2 separate regions of the Mus musculus genome follow, and region 1 is linked to region 2. The links are chromatin contacts, called in public Hi-C maps. All regions are on one chromosome and are shown on one strand. The core of a region is the stretch at or near the end of the contact, and the rest is flanking DNA. Distances in the headings are between cores, read along the strand shown.

Evidence for each region. A called contact is a pair of places that touch in the nucleus more often than the background predicts.
Region 1: a contact with region 2 is called in a Hi-C map of the Ba/F3 cell line, with 2.7 times the contacts expected there. The contact joins two enhancer-like sites. A contact is called at or near these places in 1 of 39 promoter capture datasets (pre-B cells), 1 of 484 Hi-C or Micro-C datasets (the Ba/F3 cell line) and 1 of 115 datasets of contacts at active chromatin or transcription factors (pancreatic cancer cells).

The regions. Positions count from the first base shown.
Region 1 is chr5:66,088,088-66,091,688 of GRCm38.p6, reverse strand. All of the region lies in intron 3 of Rbm47 (RNA binding motif protein 47), which reads left to right. Among named protein-coding and RNA genes, the nearest start is that of Gm26725, 61 kb to the left of the region's middle. Within about 2 kb of position 1,353, at least 107 of the 459 cell types and tissues checked have an H3K27ac peak or open chromatin away from gene starts, as enhancers often do. A contact at or near this core is called in the Ba/F3 cell line and pancreatic cancer cells, where this site is marked.
Region 2 is chr5:65,704,012-65,707,137 of GRCm38.p6, reverse strand. No RefSeq gene overlaps it. Among named protein-coding and RNA genes, the nearest start is that of Pds5a, 7.3 kb to the right of the region's middle. Within about 2 kb of position 1,372, at least 46 of the 459 cell types and tissues checked have an H3K27ac peak or open chromatin away from gene starts, as enhancers often do. A contact at or near this core is called in the Ba/F3 cell line and pancreatic cancer cells, where this site is marked.

The sequences.
Region 1 (3,601 bases), core at 104-2,603, 380 kb before region 2:
ATAGCTCATTGATTCTAAAATTAAGAAACTAAGGCCAGGACCCAATGGACTAGCCAAGCTTTGAGCTTAGGTCTTTTGATGCTGTAATCACCCTCCTAGCCCAATGTATCGTTTTAGACTCACATTGCTACAGTAGCCAGGAAAGAGGAAAAAACTGAAAGAGGATGTATCTAAATGTCAATATATGGTGAGTGTAGATGGTAGTCCTCTGGCCTATAGAAGTGTATGTGTGTGTGTGTGTGTGTGAGTGTGTGTGTGTGTGTGTGTGTGTGTGTGTGTGTGTGTGTGTGTGATTTGATTTATCATCAGTGTGCCTGTGTGCACGGGTGAGTGAGGTCCATGGGAGGTTGTTCAGTCCCCTCTCGTTTACTTTCCACCTTCTTCTTTGGAGACAGAAACTGAAGCTTGGGATCTAACTAGGCTGTCAGTCGGCAAGTCCCAGTGGTCCCCCTGTCTCTGGCCCACACAGTACTGGGGTTAACCAGCACAACCCTGGTCTTCATGCTTGTCCATCAAACACTCACAACTACTGAGCCATCTTCCTAGCCTCCTGACTTGTTGTTGATATATACACACACATGCATATACATATATACATACACACATATATAATATAATGTGTGTATATGCTTATGTACACATGTGCACACATGTGTGAGTCACGGTGTGCATTTAGAGTTAACATGTGGTGGTTTTTATCTTCTATTTTGAGACAGGATTTGTTTGCTGACCCTCAAGCTTCTGGGAACTCTTTTGTCCTGCCCCATATGACTGTAGGAGTTCTGGGGTTCTAGAGAGTGTTTCTGTGTCCAGCTTTACCCAGGTTATCAGGATTTGAACTCAGGTTCTAACTTTTGTGTGTGTGGCAAACCCTTCATCCACTGAACTATCTCCCCAGCCTGTATTATATTTTTGGTGGGGTGGGAGAAAAGGAAGGAAATTATGTAAGAGAAACTGGGTGGCCTGCAAATCCCTAAAATAGTTACCATTTGCCTCTTAGCAGAGAAAGCATTTGCTATGACTTGGACTACATTGTTACCCTTATTTGCTATTGTGGTTGTTCAAATTTTGACACAATGTTTCATTATGTAGAGCTTGAAACTCATTATGTAGCCCTGGTTAGCCTCAAACTTGTCACATTACCACACTAAACTAATACTGACCACTTTCCAGGACAGGTCTATATTGGGGGTGTGGGGGGGGGGCACAAGGACAACGAGGCTAGCACACAGTTAAAGCTCTGTGTTCTCTGTGCGTTAGACAATACTGACAGCAGACAAAGGCAAGCAGCCTGGCTGGTGAGAACAGGACCACGGGGACCTGCCACCTCTGTATGTGAAGACTGGGAAGCAGGCTGGGTCTGCAAAGTGAGGCCAGAGGCTGTCCTTGTGCTCTTGGCTTGAGAATTTGATGAGTCACAGTTTCTGGCAGCCCCAAGAATCGAATCTGAAGGCACATTGAAGGTGAAAGATGAGAAATAGCCCGTGGTTGTAGCAAGCCACCGTCTGTCCCAAGCCTTTCGACACTGGAAGGTCTGGATTGAGCGAACAGATAGGGGCCTCTCTGAGGAGGCAAGGCACAGGGCCGTCCTGAGCTAGGGTCTGCACTCAGGGAGCAGCACTGCCAGTCTGGCCCAGACGGCTTCTCTTAATGACTTGGACTTTTCTTCTCTCTGGTGCCTTGAGTCCCCTCTGGTACCAGTAAGCCAGATGTCCAGAGCCCTTGGCTGTCCCCAAACTGCTTTGTCCCTAAACCTGCTCTCTCCTGTGGTACCAAGTGTCCCCATTTAAAACGTTCTTCTTCATTAAGACTCCAGTTTGGGCCTCTGCTCACCATCACCTTTTTTTCTCTCATCTTTGCCGCATCCACTAAAGTTCTGTGTACACAACTACTGTTAGCGTAATCTGACCTGCCGTACCTCTGATAAAACTCCACAGTCAGGATAAGCCAAAGAGGGGGGTGGGGGGAGAGGGAGAGAGAGAGGGGGAGAGAGGGAGAGAGAGAGAGAAGAAACAGAAAAAGACAGGAAGGGAGAGAGGGAAGAAAACACAGGCAGGAGGATAGAAGGAGGAAGGAAAGACAGGTGCAATGGAAGGGCCAGACAGTGCTCAGTACTTAAGAGCCTGTTGCTCTTGTAGAGGACCCGGGTTCGGGTCCCAGCACCCACATGGTAGGTAGCTCACAACCACTTCAGTTCTAGAAGATCTGACATCTTTTTCTGACCTCGTTAGGTACCATACCTACATGTAGGCAAAATGCTCCTATGCATAAAACAAGCCTGAGAGAAAGAAAAAGAGAAAGAAAAGGAAAAAGAAAAAGAAAAAGAAAAAAAAAAGAAAGTTGACTTGCCTTTGCTAAAGGAAATCTTTCCCAAGTGAAAGAGGGGGTGTCTTTCCCTGGTTGCTGTTTTCTGTATTATAGTGATTGGTAATGGGAGGTAGCCCTCTCTTCTTGGCTGTTGGTCAATCTATTTTTTTTGGATTTTGCTGATCATGTAACAGTAGCGTGTATATCTTTCTCCTCTTACTGGATCATTAAAAAACAAAACAAACAAACAAAAAACCAAACCTTCCCCTAATTTGTTTGCTATGGAGTCCAAGATTATTAAGTATACCCAGGGGACGGGGCCATGCTGATGTGGAAACAGGACTTTGGTTTATAACAATGCTCCTGCTTGCTTTGGTTTGCCTGTACCAATTTGGAAAAATTCCCAACTCACCCCCACGGCTGATACTAGGCTCAGCTTAGGCTCGTAGTGGTTCCCCATCAAGGAAGCCGCAGCATCTTACAGCTTTCCTACATGGGACTCCCCAGCTTAGAGCAAGACATCACACAGAGGGAAGCAGTGGTTAGAAAGTCTGCTCGGAGTGTGAGTGTTTGTGGAAGCTTTGGGTAGCTAGTTACACACACAGACACAGACACAGACACACACACACACACACACACACACTTACACTTGGGTTTTACTGCTGCTCATAGCAGAAAGCACAGCTGTGAGACAGCAGGTGAGTGATAGAGGTTGATTCACTGAAATTTAAGACACCAACTATTTGGGGGAACCTGCATCATCCAACAGACCGGAGAAGCCTAATCGCTACAAGCTGAGATTTGGACATCTGACTGAGTAGTAGGCTCCAAGTCTTCCTTCACCAGTCGGCAGCTTCACTCAGCTTCTTTGGGGTTTCATTTTCTCATTTGGATGAGGAACTCAGAGTTGTAATTGGACTCACCACAGAGGAATCTGGGGACTGGCATTGGTCTAGAATGTACTGCTAGGTATCATGAGTCATTTCTGTAATCCCAGTGCCCAGGAGGCTAAGGCAGGGAGTTCCAGGCTAGTCTGGTCTACAGAGTGAAGCTGTGCCCCCTCCCAAAACCCAACCCAACCCAAAATAAATAATAAGTAAATAAGAAGGAAGTATAGCAAATGGTCAGCCCTGAGACTCTGTGCATGTGAACCTGTGTGTGTGTGTGTGTGTGTGTGTGTGTGTGTGTGTGTGTTATATATAAAGTTTTTTTTTTGAAAAGAGGACATAAATTTGTCAGTTGGGGCTGGGGAGTGTTGCACAGGAGGGTTTGGAGGGAGAAAGGGGGGAGAAAT
Region 2 (3,126 bases), core at 123-2,622:
AACCACACTCTAGGAGAGTTTCCAGGAGGAGGAGGAGGAGAGGAGTTTAGTTTGTGTTTAGTTTAGTCAGGCCAGCCACAAGAGAGAGTTCAAAATGGACACAGAAACAACAGAAATCAACCTCACTACAATTTCACAAGGAAGTGCACAGATGGGCTTCTGAGAAAACCCAAAAGCCTGTTCAAAGAAACCAGCTGTGAAGGCACATTTTGGAGACCAATTTAGTTAGATATGCAGCTTTCCAATTTGGCTTCTGTTTCCTAACTGAGTTATTACTGAGTTCATTATGGATGAATAATGTCCTTGACTCAGCATGGGAAGCTCTGATTTTTATTTATTTATATTTTTTGTATTTATTTTATTTTATGTATATGAGTACACTGTAACTGTTTTCAGACAGTTACACCAGGAAAGGGCATCAGATCCCATTACAGGTGGTTGTGAGCCACCATGTGGTTGCTGGGAATTGAACTCAGGACCTCTGAAAGAGCAGCCAGTGCTCTTAACCGCTGAGCTGTCTCTCCAGCCAGAAGCAAGTACCTTGAACTCCGATCCTCCTTCTACCTCCAGACTCCAAGCCTATGCCACCAGGTTCGGTTTATATGGTGCTGGGATCAAACTCGGGGTTTCCTGCACGCTAGGTGAGTGTTCACTGTTGGTAACTGAGCTGTATACATTCCTGGCCCTTAAACCTACTTATTTTATGTGATCCAGTGTTTTGCTTGGATGTATGTCTGTGCTCTCACTGCAGAGGCCAGAAGAGGGCATTAGAGCATTAGAGGTCCTGGAATGGAAGTTTCAGACAGGTTCTCAGCAAGAGCAAACAGTGCTCTCAACTATTGAGCCATCTCTCATCTTTTTTTTTTTCTTTTTTGATTTCTCTCTTTTTTTCTTTTCTTTCTCTTTTTTCTTTTCTTGTTTTTTCAAGGCGGGGTTTCTCTGTGTAGCCCTGCTTGTCCTGGAGCTCACTTTATAGACCAGCTGGCCTTGAGCTCACAGAGATCTGCCTGCCTCTGTCTCCTAAGTGCTGGGATTAAAGAAATGTGCCACTAGGCTTTTCTTTTTCTTTTCTTTCTTCCCTTCTTCCTTCCTTCCTTCCTTCCTTCTCCTTCCTTCCTTCCTTCCTTCCTTCCTTCCTTCCTTCCTTCCTTCCTTCCTTCTCCTTCCTTCCTTCCTTCCTTTCTTTCTTTCTTTCTTTCTTTCTTTCTTTCTTTCTTTCTTTCTTTCTTTCAACAGTGTCTCGCTTTGTAGCTCCGGCAGACCAGGAAATTGATATGTTATGTTGTTCCTTCTGCCTCCCCAGTCCTGTTGGAATTATAGTCATATGCCACCTCTCCTGGCTTGGAGCAACACTTTTTCATAGGTCATCTTGATGGCTGAGAGGATTCATCAGTGAGGGTGGCGAAAAGGTAGTGTATTTCCATGCTACGGAGTATTTCTCTCTTGTCTTTACATGGGGGTTTCAGATGTTTCATGACTCAGACACACGATGGGAACATTCAAAACTGTCGTGCTAATACTAAACAGAGACACTATTATAACGAAGCAAATAATTGTAGCTGCTATATTGGTGTCCTCTGGGTTTTGGCAAGATCTTGTTTCTTGTGATTACCTGATGTCCTACTGTAAGGCAGCGCTGCTGTTGCATCAGCCCTCAGCAGTCAGCTGTGTAGCAGCCTCCTCCTGCTGGCCAGCCACCTTCCCCTTCAGTGAGGTTTGCTTCTGGCTTCTGAAGGCATCGGGCATGCAAGTGGTGCACATCCACAGCGCAGGAACTCACACGAGCGAACGTGTAAAATAGAAGTAAGCCTTTAAAACAGAGCAAACTCTGCAAAAACGAGAGAGAGAGACAGAGAGAGAGAAAGGAGAGGAGAGAGAGGAGAGGAGAGAGGCGCTGGAAGGGGAATAAAAAGCAATAAAGTTACCACTGGGGTTGGGAGGGCTGTGCTTAGAACACAGTAGGACATCCAAGATATATAGTTAAAGGTTAACCTAACAGTTATGGAGCTCCTGAGAGGGCAATGGGCAGGGCAGGGCAATGGGCAGGGCAGGGCAATGGGCAGGGCAATAGAGAATTGGGGGGTGGGGGAGGCAAAATTCCCTGCTTTAGAATGACCAGAGTACCAGAGGAACTAGAGGGAAGAGCAGTCTTGGTTTTTGGTGGCAGGTTAAGAGTTCTTAGATGTCCAAACTGTGCCCACCAGTCAAATTATAGTTTTGGCTCTGAGATATTCTTGACCAACTTAGATAATTTCCCCTGACCTAAGCACACAGAAGAGAAGAGGAGGAGGAAGAGGATGAAGAGGAGGAGGAAGGTGAAGAAAAGACAAGAGACGGAGACAGAAATGAGGAAAGATGGGCAGGAAGGGAGAGAGGGAGGGAGAGAAAAAAATTACTTTTCAGCCTTCTGGCCAAGATCAGACAGAAAAGAGAAGAGTCTCTACCTGCAGCAGCAATGCAATGTGCTGTCAGTTTCTTTACTATCCATCCTGTTTTAGACATCTGACTCTGCCAGTAATTCCCATTCCTATTTCTCCTGTCCTTTTTGTCTTTTACCTGATTTGTCAGCCACCCTAAAGTCCTCACAACACAAAGTAACCCTCAGGATCCATCCCATGACCATGATGTTTTCTTAGGGCATAACTCAATTCTGGCTTTGAGAGCCAAAAAAATTGAGGTTTTTGAAGCAAAAACTGCAGTTTGACTCCACAGAAACTTACTTGCATTCTGTGAGGACAGGAGACCTCAACAGGAATCAGCAGCAGCATGCCTCTAGTGCCACTCAAAGCATCCCAGAAGCCATTAGCATTCACATCATTCCCTGACACTAGAATCATCAAAGGACAAAATGACAACAAATTTGTTAAAGATCATATGACTTCGTGATTTCTTGAAAAATTTGACTCACAGATTGGGGTAGGCTCCAATCAATAGGTTAAAAGTACAGCTCCCATGGAGGGACTGCAGGGATTTGAGCTTAGCTATATTTTGTTTTGAGACAGGCTCTCACTCTGTAGCACAGGCTAGCCTGGAATTCCCTCTGTAGCATAGGCTGCATTTATGTGTACGAGATTTCAAAGAGATTTTCAGCCAGTTGTCATTGGGCACACCTGCAATCTTACAATT